Regions from separate parts of the Gossypium hirsutum genome. Here region 1 is linked to region 2. Evidence: chromatin contacts called from public Hi-C data. All regions are on one chromosome and are shown on one strand. Each heading gives the region's core, a stretch centred on a gene start, on an enhancer-like site or on the middle of the called end of the contact. The rest is flanking DNA. Distances are from core to core; before and after follow the strand shown. Region 1 has its middle 25 kb from the start of LOC107915847. Region 2 has its middle 19 kb from the start of LOC107915190.

The links. A called contact is a pair of places that touch in the nucleus more often than the background predicts.
Region 1: a contact with region 2 is called in a Hi-C map of leaf, with 3 times the contacts expected there. The contact joins two enhancer-like sites. A contact is called at or near these places in 5 of 34 Hi-C or Micro-C datasets (hypocotyl and leaf).

Annotation. Positions count from the first base shown.
Region 1 is chrD10:42,607,183-42,612,734 of Gossypium_hirsutum_v2.1, forward strand. No RefSeq gene overlaps it. Among protein-coding and RNA genes, the nearest start is that of LOC107915847, 25 kb to the left of the region's middle. Within about 2 kb of position 2,554, at least 5 of the 9 cell types and tissues checked have an H3K27ac peak or open chromatin away from gene starts, as enhancers often do. A contact at or near this core is called in leaf, where this site is marked.
Region 2 is chrD10:42,260,234-42,266,357 of Gossypium_hirsutum_v2.1, forward strand. No RefSeq gene overlaps it. Among protein-coding and RNA genes, the nearest start is that of LOC107915190, 19 kb to the right of the region's middle. Within about 2 kb of position 4,333, at least 3 of the 9 cell types and tissues checked have an H3K27ac peak or open chromatin away from gene starts, as enhancers often do. A contact at or near this core is called in leaf, where this site is marked.

The sequences.
Region 1 (5,552 bases), core at 1,304-3,803, 350 kb after region 2:
GCATTGATAGTTGTCAAAGTGTGTTTATGTCGGGGTGATTAATCTTCGATAATGTGTTGCTAGCTTATGAGTTATTACATACTTTTGGTCAAAAGCGCACAGGTAAAAAGGGATACATGGCTTTGAAGCTAGACATTAATAAAGTCTATTATAGGGTAGAGTGGGGTTTTCTAAAGGAAGTGATGTTGGAAATGGGTTTTGCTAATGAATGGGTGGAGCTTATTATGAGATGTATTTCTTTGTTGTCCTATTCAGTTATTGTAAATGGTTGTAAGGAGAGGACGTTTAAGCTTGTAAGGGAACTTTGTTAAGGTGACCCCTTTAGCCTTTTTCTTTTTCTCATTTGTAGCATAGGGCTCTCGACTTTGATAAGGTTGGCTATGGAAGGAGGATTATTACGAGGAGCCAAAGCTAGTAGAAGTGGTCCACAAATTTCACACCTACTATTCGCGGATGATAGTATTCTTTTGGGTGAGGCAATAACGAAAGGAGCTTTTATTGCTGAATGGAATATTAAAAGAATACGAGAGGTGTTTAGGTCAATGTTTGAATTTTAGTAAATTAACAATCATTTTTAGCTCGAATACATGTAGGGGGATAAGGTAAAAATCTCGAATCTCTTAGGAATAAAGTTCTCGACTAATCTTGAAAAGTATCTGGGGTTGCCAAAAATGGTGGGGAGGGGGAAAAAAGTCTTTCCAGAAATTTAAGGATAGAATTAAAATGTGTATTGAGAGCTGGAGCATGAGGCAAGGAGGTAAGGAGATTTTTATGAAGCCAGTTTTGCAAGTAATTCCCACATATGTCATTTCATGTTTTTTGTTACCGAAATCTTTTTGTGGGGAGATTGAGAGTATGATAGCAAGATATTGGTGGCAGAAAGGGCAAGGGCGGACGGGGATACATTAGTGTGAGTGGAGTCAAATGTGTCGACTAAAAGAGGAAGGGGGAATGAGATTTCGGAGCATGGGAAAATTTAATATGTCTTTGCTGGCTAAATAGGGATGGAGGCTTATAAACCTTCCAAATTCGTTACTTGCTTGTGTTCTTAGAGTGAAGTATTTCCCTAGGTCTGATTTTATTAGTGCTCAGTTAGGAAATAGTAGTGCTCAGTTAGGAAATAGTCCATCGTACATTTGGAAAAGCATATGAGATATGAAAGGTGTTTTAAAGGAAGGGTTAGGCTGGAGAGTGGGTTCGGGAAAAAAAATCTCAATTATCGATGATGCATGGATCCTTGGGAATTATAATTTTAGATTATCTACTTCTATTCTTAATTTGCAGCATTCATTGGTGTTAGAACTTATAGATGCAAATGAAAGAAAATGGAAGCATGAGTTAATTAGTAATACCTTCTCGACGTCGGATGCAACCCAAATCCTCCGTATTCCGTTGGTAAAAGAGGCTCATGATAATTGGTTGGTGTGGGATGTGAGTCTTCAGGGGAGTTCTCCATCCGAAGTACTTATATACTATTACAGATACTTCGAGGGTTTCTAGTGCTTACGCTTTACAATCAATTTCTAGTGATTTCTACAAAAAGCTATGGAGCTCCCTGGGAAAATTAAAATTATAGTTTGGAATATTTCTTTGAATTACTTGCCTACATTAGCTAACATGAAATACAAGAAACTTGTGAACACAACATGCTGTCCTCGTTGAGAAAGGGAGGAGGAAATAGTGGATCATTTGTTTCGAGTATGCCGTGTAACAATTGAAGTATGGTCAGATCTTAAATTTTCACATTTCCTAAGTAATCAAGATTTTGGGTTTGGACATTGGCTTACTGGAGTATTTGATGCATGTTCTATCACTCAGTGATGGCTTTTTTTTACGCGCTATGGGTTATCTGGCGAGATAGGAACATAAGGGTCCATGAGAGTGAGTTTGCTACAGGGAGGGATATAGCACATTTCATCAGGGGTTACATTGTAAAGATTACTGAGACAGAGAAGAGGACAATTACAAAAGAAACTGGATTGGTGTGCTAGAGGGTAACATCAGATTCAACCATTAAAATCAACTTTGATGGCACTTTTGACGGACAGAGATTTCAATCGGCTTTGAGTGTTGTGGCAAAGAATGCTAAAGGGAAAGTGGTACTTTCACGAGCGGAGACTAATTAAGGGGTTTTTTTAGCCTTCGCTGTTGAAGCTATTGCTTGCCATCGAGCAATACAAATGGGTATAGAACAGGGTCGGGTGCAAGTAATAAACGAGGGCGATTCATTGTCAACAATTAAGAAATGTCAGTCAATACATCTGAATAAATCGTTAATTGGTGCTTATATCATATATATACATCAGTTGAGAGACGAATTTCAAAAGATCTTTTTCAGCCATATACCAAGATCAGCCAATGAGTTAGCCCACACCGATTACGAAAGAAACACTGAGAGGGGGTGAGTCCTTTTACCTAGAGGAGGGAGTGGACAGAGCGAAGGAACTGGAATAAAGAAGGTGATGCGGTGGTAAAGAATGGAGAAAGAAAGAGTTAATGTCAAGGATGAAAGGAAATGCTACTCACTTCTCTTTGTACTTTTGAACCGTCGAAAAATGAAATTAATTGCAGGTGTTGGGACGGTTGCTAAGGATTGAGCTGATTGGGCAATGGAATAGTGATGTAGACTTTTTGGAATTTTCTTTTTTGTTCTGATATTTTTTTTACATAAGTTTGGGCCTTTTATTTGGGTTTGCGTGAGTTTTTTTGTTTTTTTAATTTTATAGATTTTTTTTCATTTTTGTTTGTTTTGGATTTCAAAGTAATAAAGCCCAATCTATTTTATTTAAAAATAATAATCCCCAAAAGACTCTCATCCACCTTATTTTTATAGTTTTCTTTTTGCAATTAAAATGATTATTAACTTGATTTTTTAAATAATCTCATTATAGGTTATGATCATATCTGCTATTTTGACACAATACTTAGAACTACCCATAGTCCCTCCCCGACCCATAAATCGAAGGATAATGCACATCAACGCACTCGAACCGGTGTCCTCCTGCATTGACAACAATACCCATGCTAATCAAGCTAAGACTCAATCGACATTAACTGAATTTTTTCATATTAAGTAAATATAATATATTTTTTTGAGTAAACTGAAAATTTTAAAAGTAACACATATGAAGCATATGATGTAGTTAATTGAATTTTTTTACGTATTAAGAAGTTAATTTTAAAATAATATACTATTTTATTTTATATAAACTTTATTAAAATCTAATTTTGAATAAATATAATTTGTTAGAGAATTAATTTAAAATTTTTAAAACTAACACATATGAAGCAATTAATTATTAATATATTATATTATATTTATTTAAACTTTTTAAAATCAGCATAATTTTTTTAATATAAAATAAATATCTCGAAGCATGTACCGTACACCAATAAAATTGAAACAAATCAATATAAATAAAATATTAACAAATCGATATTATTTAAATAATTAATATTGATCTATAATCTAAATTGATATTTCAAAATTGATATTTTTGCCAAACTTCGAATAGAATAAAACTTTCAAGGGGACAAACAACCTTTATGGCTTATTAATAAATTGAAGGGTAAATTACACCAACAGTCACTCAACTTTTAATTTAGACAATCAACTTCCAAAAAATAACAAATCAGTCATTAGCACTAGCAAAAAGTGACAAATCAATCACCTACTAACGTTTTCGGTTACAGGTCTAATGGAATAGGTGTCCTGGCCAGTTAACTTTCTTTGTTGGTTTATGGTTTTTTCGATTTAAGGGCATTTGGGTTTATGGTTTTTTAGATTTCTTTGTTGAAATATGTTGCATTCGCATGGGGTTTATGCACTGCATATGTTTGTATTCAATGAGTTTATGACTTCATTTTGGATTTTGTTGAAAAAACTATTTAGGGTTTTGATAGAAATGGATACATTTGTATTAAAATGTATGGTATGTAGACCTATGTTTTGTATGCCAAAGATCCCACTGCCTTTATCGTTTGCCATGTGCATGATAGAAATGAATTTCTTTGGTTATTTCATCATATTGTGTTTGGTGATTGCATCATTGTGTGGAAATTTGTTTATGGCTTGGGAGTTTGAGATTTAGCAAATTAATAGTTTTTTGTAACACCCCAAACTCGACCTAAACATTAGGGCCGAATCTGGTGATGTCACATTGTAACACCCCTTACCCGTATTCAACGTTGAATAGGGTACGAGGCATTACCAGAATAAATACACTTATAACCATATTAAATCGAGTTATAAAATTTTATCCAAATTAAAAACTTTCAAATTATTATCTTCGAGTCGATAATTAGGATTTACAAGGCCAAATACATACCCATTCATATGCTCAATACATCTATTAAATCAATCCAATATTGAAGAATCCACTTTATGTCAAAATCAATATTATTAACAATCTAAAATCTTTTTATGTTGATTTCATATATCACTTACCGAACTTCGAATGTCAATTCACAAATATGTAATTCATTAAGTCATTCTGGTATACACAATGTTTAATTGATGAAATCATTTAATTGAGCTAAATTTCATGTTCACTCTAAATTTTCTTCTAAATCCATAAATGCTTTCACTTACCATTTACCTAATCAATTTCTCGAACCAAGCTATCACACAACAATAATACATCACCTGTGCTTCATGAATTCAATGTTCGAATCTTATCACCATCAAATCCATGTCATTCGAATACTTAAAGTTTATTCAAGCATATATTATTACGTTTCATATACCAAACATATGTCAAAATTTACGAATACGCAATCAATTCATTTTTCATTTATTTGACTAGAAATTTAACCTCAAAATTCATAACATTCCATTACTTAACATATGCCATAAAACACTCCTTTAACATAAACTAGCATCATGGCCGAATTTTCATTATGCTAATTATTACCCTTTTTCCGAATCACATAGCAAAATATTACAATTATGTATATATTGAATACTATAATTATGCATCAACTTACCAATATGAGTTAATTCATGAATCACTCATGACATTACTTCATGCCAAATATACCAGACACATATGCCATGAAACTTTATTTTCTAGCATGCTTACTATAACCAATAATGCACAAACATAGGCATCACTCCTGTTTCAACGGTTATCGATTATAATCAATCATATAACCAATTATACACAAACCATTCATATATATATATTTAAATTTCCTCCTCCTCCTCTCCATTCCACATCCTTAATTTACTTAACACTCTTAGAAATAACATTTTCTAAAGTTTCATTATTCACCCTTAAGTATATTCAAAGCTGTCTATTCGAGTCATATCACTAAATTATTTTTATTTGGAGCTACAGAACTCCAAATTATGAACCGTTAAAGATACCATAAAATTTTCATAATTTTTAGTTTATATAATTAGTACAGTTTATTCTTTAAAATTTCCCCTATTTCACTGCTCGCCGTTTCTGATCTCTTTTCACTAAAAATCAAATATCTCTTAGTAAAAAAATCTAATGGTGTTCTTGTTTATTTATATTGAAACTAGACTCATTAGGGAATTTAATAAT
Region 2 (6,124 bases), core at 3,083-5,582:
CATCTTCAATATTCAATCTGTCAAAAAATAAACAAAATTTCAAAAAATAATCTCAAACGGTAAATAAATTACTTAAATAAAAAAATTAATGTTTCAATATGAAATTTTTTCATCCTTAAGCTCATACTTTTTTAGTTATCATTTTGTACATGAACAACGTTTAACAATTAATCATAATAACTAACACAATAACAATAATAGTTTTATACTCAAAATAATACAACTAACAATAATAATTAGGGTTTTACTAAAAATAATAACTAAAAATAATATAATTAAAAACTAGGAATCATACTAACTAAAATAATAATCAGGGTTTTTACTAATCCTAATAACTAACCATAATAATATTAGTCTTTTTACTAACAATAATACTAAGTAACAATAATTATTAATAACTAAACCCTAAACCCTAAAAACTAACAATAATAATACTAACTAAAACCATCAATTTGAGTTTTTATTAATCTTAATAACTAACAATAATAACTAAACTAACAACAAAAAATAATAAAAATTATACAAAAAAACATAATAACAAGATAATCCATTATTTTTTAAAAAAATACCTTATTTTTTTCTTTTCTTTCTCTCTTTTTCTGGCACCACCTCCTCCTCCTCCTTCTTCTCATTCTTCTTCTTCTTCTTTTTTTTCTCCTTCAGCTGGACGGATGCTGGAGTTATAATACAAGTGGTGCCGCCTGTGGCAGTGGCACCTTTGGTGCTGCCTGTGGCATCCGGGTTTCTACTATTTTATTTTTTTTGTATTATTTTGGTAAATAAAAAATTTAATATTATTTTGGTATTTTTTTATTTTTTGTAATATTTTGGTAAAAGACCCGACTATATGCATCTACAAAGGACATATAATAAAGACAGCCTTTAGAAGGAAGAGCAGCTGGTCCCCACAAATCTAATACAACAAGTTCAAAGGGTGAAGAATATACAGTCTGAGAATTATTGAAAACTAGTTTATGTGATTTTCCTAGCTAATAAGTAGCACACACTCTAGGCAGTGTGGACTTATTTGGAAAAATATTACAACTTTGAAGTACTTGATGAAGAATTTTTGTACAAGAGTGGCCAAGCCTTTTGTGCCACAACTCTAACTCAAAACAGGAACCATCACGTGTATGAACCTCAATAGTATGTGCACATTGAAAACCAACACCAGAACCAGCAGAATCACCTTGTTGTGGTGATATATTAAACCGGTACAACCTTTTATGGATGTGACACCAGCAAAATCGTCCCTATCTTGATGTCCTTCACAAAACAATGATAGAGATGAAATTCGAAAAACACCTGATTATCCCTTGCAAACTGTGCTATAGAAATCAAATTTTTTGCAGACATTTGGAACATGTAAAACATGTTTAAGGTGTAAGAGCCTACAACTAGTAACGATCGAGGAGGTCCCTACATGAGTGATAGGAACAGGAGCACCATTGCTCATAAGAAATTGACTCATACCTGTATATTCAGTAGGATGACTGAGTGTCGAAACATCATTGATAATGTGATTTGTGGCACCTAAATCTGGGTACCAAATTTGACCAGCATCATTTGTGGAAGTTACTAAAAAATGACACCGAGGTTTACCACTACGGTCTTGAGAAACGGGAGTTCGATTGAAAGATTGATGCATTGCACAATTTGATGCAAATTTTTCTACCTGTCATGAATCAAAAAGCTCATGATGATTCACTGACATGGATTAACCTTTATCAGAAACACCTGCAAAACTTTCATCAAATCTATAATAACATTTCTGGACAACATGGCCAACTTTACCACATAGTTGACATTGGGGGCGAGTGTGAGAAAATCGACCCCTATGACTCCTACCACGATGGAAGCCTCTTTGTCATTGAAAACCACCACCACGATATTATTGCTTATGACCTTGATAATCAGAATTCTTTGATAAGTTGCATCTTCACAGGATTGTTTACTAGCTAAATTAGCTTGGACAGGAATATTAGCCAAGAACTCAACTTGTCTTGCTTCACAATCTAGCAGCATTTCAGTTAACAGATCAAGAGAAAGATAAGTGGTTGAAGCTACCACTCATACCGATTCAGATTCAACTGATAACCTTGCAAGAATGATGGTAACCTGTTCTTGTTCTGATATTATGCTTCCTGCAGCAACTAATGTATCACTCATTGACTTAATCTTTGCCAAATAATCTTTGATGGACAAGTGACCCTTCTTTTGAGGATATAGCGCATGTTGTAGACTCGATATCTTGACAGTAGACTTGGTGGCAAACTTTCTTTCAGTTGTAGTCCACACATCAAAACTAGTACGAGCACTAGTAAGATAAATAAAGATTTCATCAGACACAGTCGATAATAGCCAAGAAGCCAGCAACTTGTCTTGTTGAACATGCAACACGTAATCAGAGTTCTTAACTAACTGCCCATATTTATCAAAAACCAACTGAGCAAGAACATTAACAGTTCCTAAAACAAAATCTTGCACACCATATCCTTCAAGAATCAACATGATTTGGTTCTTCCATAGAAGAAAATTGCTTTTACACAGTTTAACAGTATCGTGTTTAGGAAACTATTGAACCTTCTTCCCAACAACAAAAGTTACTGAACTTGGATTTGAACAAAGAAAGTTGACTTGCTCTCCAACACCATTAAAGGAATTATGGTGACTGTTTGCAATCACTTATGGTGCCATAACACTCGAATACAATGCAGGAATAAAGGAAAAAAAAAAACCTTAGCTCGAAACCATGTAGAGAAACGCAACAAAAAGATAAACTAAAAAGATGAATTTCATTCTTAAAGAAAGATTACAATACATCCTAGAGATTGAATGCACTGTATTTATACAATACTTCTTGCTGAACTGCTTCAAACAACCTGTTAACAGAAATAACTACTTTAACTACTAACAGCTTAACAACCTATCAGTTAACTGTTGACTTATTCTTTAACAACACATAACCCTCTTTTTATTTTATTTTATAATATTGGCTCATCATTCTTGCTTTATTAATAATGGCACTACTCATTCAAATATCTTTCTATACTTTATGAATTAACTATTTTCCAAAATACATTGTATTCACCATCATCGTTTTCTATTATCTAAGGGTCAGTTCTTTATTGCTTAAAAAAAGAACTTCTGACTCCAAAAGCACTTTTGGAAGAAAAGCTGTGCAGAACAAGCTGCTTTTGGCTGAAATTTTTAACTTTTCAAAAGTGCTTTTCAAAAGCACTTCTGAAAAGGAGAAGCTAAAAATTTTAGCTTTTCCTCTCCCAAAAGCACTTTTGGTGCTTAATTATTTTTTCATCCCTCCAATAACATAGTACTTTCCTGTTTTTTTCTTGGTGCTTAATTACAAATGTATTAAAATCATTAATTAAAAATAAAAAAAATATTTTTTAAAATACTAATTACAAATATTTAATGGTTATATTTAAATATGTAAAATATAGTTTATATATTCTAATTAAATTTTATAAATAATTAATATTTATTGCTTAAAAATATTTAAAATTTATATTTCATATATTAAAATATTAACAACAAGTTATAATAAATTTTTTATATTCTTACTAAAATATAATAATATTAACTAATTTAAATATGATTTAAATGCATATTTATTATTTGATAATAACATATCTAAAATGGACATTTTCTTTCCCAAAAGTACTTTTTGACAGCAATGCTAAACACTTAAATTTTAAACCAAACTTTTTAAAAGCACTTATCAAAAATACTTATCAAAAATACTTTTTCACAACACTTTTCTACAGTACTTTTCAAAAGTATTGCTAAACTAGCACTAAATAACTGCAGGGTTCAATTATGACTAAAACTCTTCTTTTCTTCTTGCCAAATAAAATTATCGTTCCTTCTTCTTTTAACAATTAAATCGTGAATTATTATTTATTAAAAAATTAAATTGTGATTTATTTTTTATTAACTAGCATTTGCTTTTGTCGACTCGACCAATAACTTTTTGGTCTTAAGCTTTCAACCACCAAGATTTAATCATAAAATCCAGATGAGAAATATTGTGGATAAACAACCAAAATTAGTAACAAATTCTCTCTTTTAAACATTTTTATTTTATTTTCCCGAAACATAAAACCTATGATCATAAAAAAAATGTAGCTTTCATAATTTCTAAGATTCCGTCATTACGTCGATTTGCTCCCTTGTCAGCCATCGGGATTGGTTTTGGGCATCGGTCTTGACATGGTCTCTTCGGAGACGTTCATGCTGACATGAAGTGATGGGTACATGCACCTCGCCTCCAACTTGTGGCCTCCATGATCTCTCGTCAGTCGACGCTTGTCCCTCCGGCCACGTTGGCTTCTAGCTTGTAGTTAGGGTTTTCCTTTTGTAGTTTTGTTAGGGTTTGGGCTCTAGGCCCTTATTTTTATCTTTTTCAGGTTTTTATGGGCTTTTTATGTTGGCATAAGGGTAAAAAAAATTCTAATTAAAATTTAAAAAAATCAATTTAACCTTTTAAAAAATGCGACTTTAATAATAATAATAATAATAATAATAATAAATTGGACATGATTGAGAATAGTTACCAAGAAATAACACGTGGAAGAATGCTGATTTCGTGAAAAAAAAAATTAAAGTCTTGGTATTGTTGCATAGAAACTAGCAGTTTCTGATTATCTTGCTTGACCTTTATTATTTTGGGAGCAGCCAGTATATTATTTTTCCTCAAATATACTTGGTTAGAGCATTAATTTAATTAAAGCCACTAAACCTGTTTAAATTGTCAAATAATAATTCCACCCTGGACTGCTATAATAGCTTTAGTCTTATTCCCAAAAAGAAAAACAAAGAACTTTAGTCTTTAAATATAAAGCTATTGTTGAAAAAGTAAATCAATAAATTTAGTCTCTCAACAGTTGAAAATCGCGTTTTTGGTAACATCATGTCTTCAGTCTCGTTCACATTCACCAAATATATTATAAAATATATATTTAGTATCTGTAATTTGTTGAAATTTGATATTTAGGATTGAAAATAACTTTTTGCAAATGGATTCTAGAAAACTAATTAATTTTCTAAGAATGTTGACTTTTTATGTGGGGATGATTTTTCATAAAATATTTTTTTTATAATCTTTTTAAAATTATTTTTAAAATTTGTTTTCAGTAAAACAAACACAATATAAATTATATTTGTTACAAAATATTTTAAAAATATTTTATTTTTACAGTTAAAATTATTTTATAATAAGATAATATTTTTACAATAAATAATATTTTATATAGACTTATTAATAGATAATATTTAATTAAAATTTAATTTAAAGTTATATATTATATATGGGCCCCGTGGTATATTATAGCTAGTAGAGATAAATGAAAATAATCAGTATTTAAGTAAATATTGATATTTATATTATTAAAATATGAATGTAAATTTATTCAATAAAATAATATTAAGATTATTACTTCAATTTTTAATTTATTACTAATTTTAAAATTTATTATTAAAATGAAATTGTAATGTTAAATTATTTTATTAAAATAATAAATTATATTAATAGTTTGTTATATAGTTAATATAAATATGCATGTTTAATAATATTGAAAATTATAACATTTGAGATTAAAATTTAAATATTTTAAAAATTAAAAGTAGAATCTATTATTAATATAATAATATTTTAACTTTATTTAAATTATTATTATTATTATATAAAAACAAGTTACAAATAAAATAATATTTTCCAAAAAGTGACAGACTTTAGAAAATGTCATTTAAAAAGAATTATTTCCCCTTAATTAAAACAGGAATATATATATATATATATAAAAACAATTTCTACAAAACAAACCCAACATGCCATTTTTTTAAAAATATATATAACCCAAGTCAATGTTTACCTGGATCCCTTCATGATTACATAGATTTAAATAAACTATTTTTTAAAAGAAAATATTTCGAAACCCTTAATTTTAAAGGGAATTCCATTTTAAAGTCTTCTCATTGAAAACCTTTTCTATCATGAAAGCTCGAAAAACCCATTTCAAGAAAAACCAAATAAATTAGGGACTCCGAAACCCTTTACACGTTGAGCCCTAAAGGAAAAAATGGTCCAAAGCATATTATATTTGTC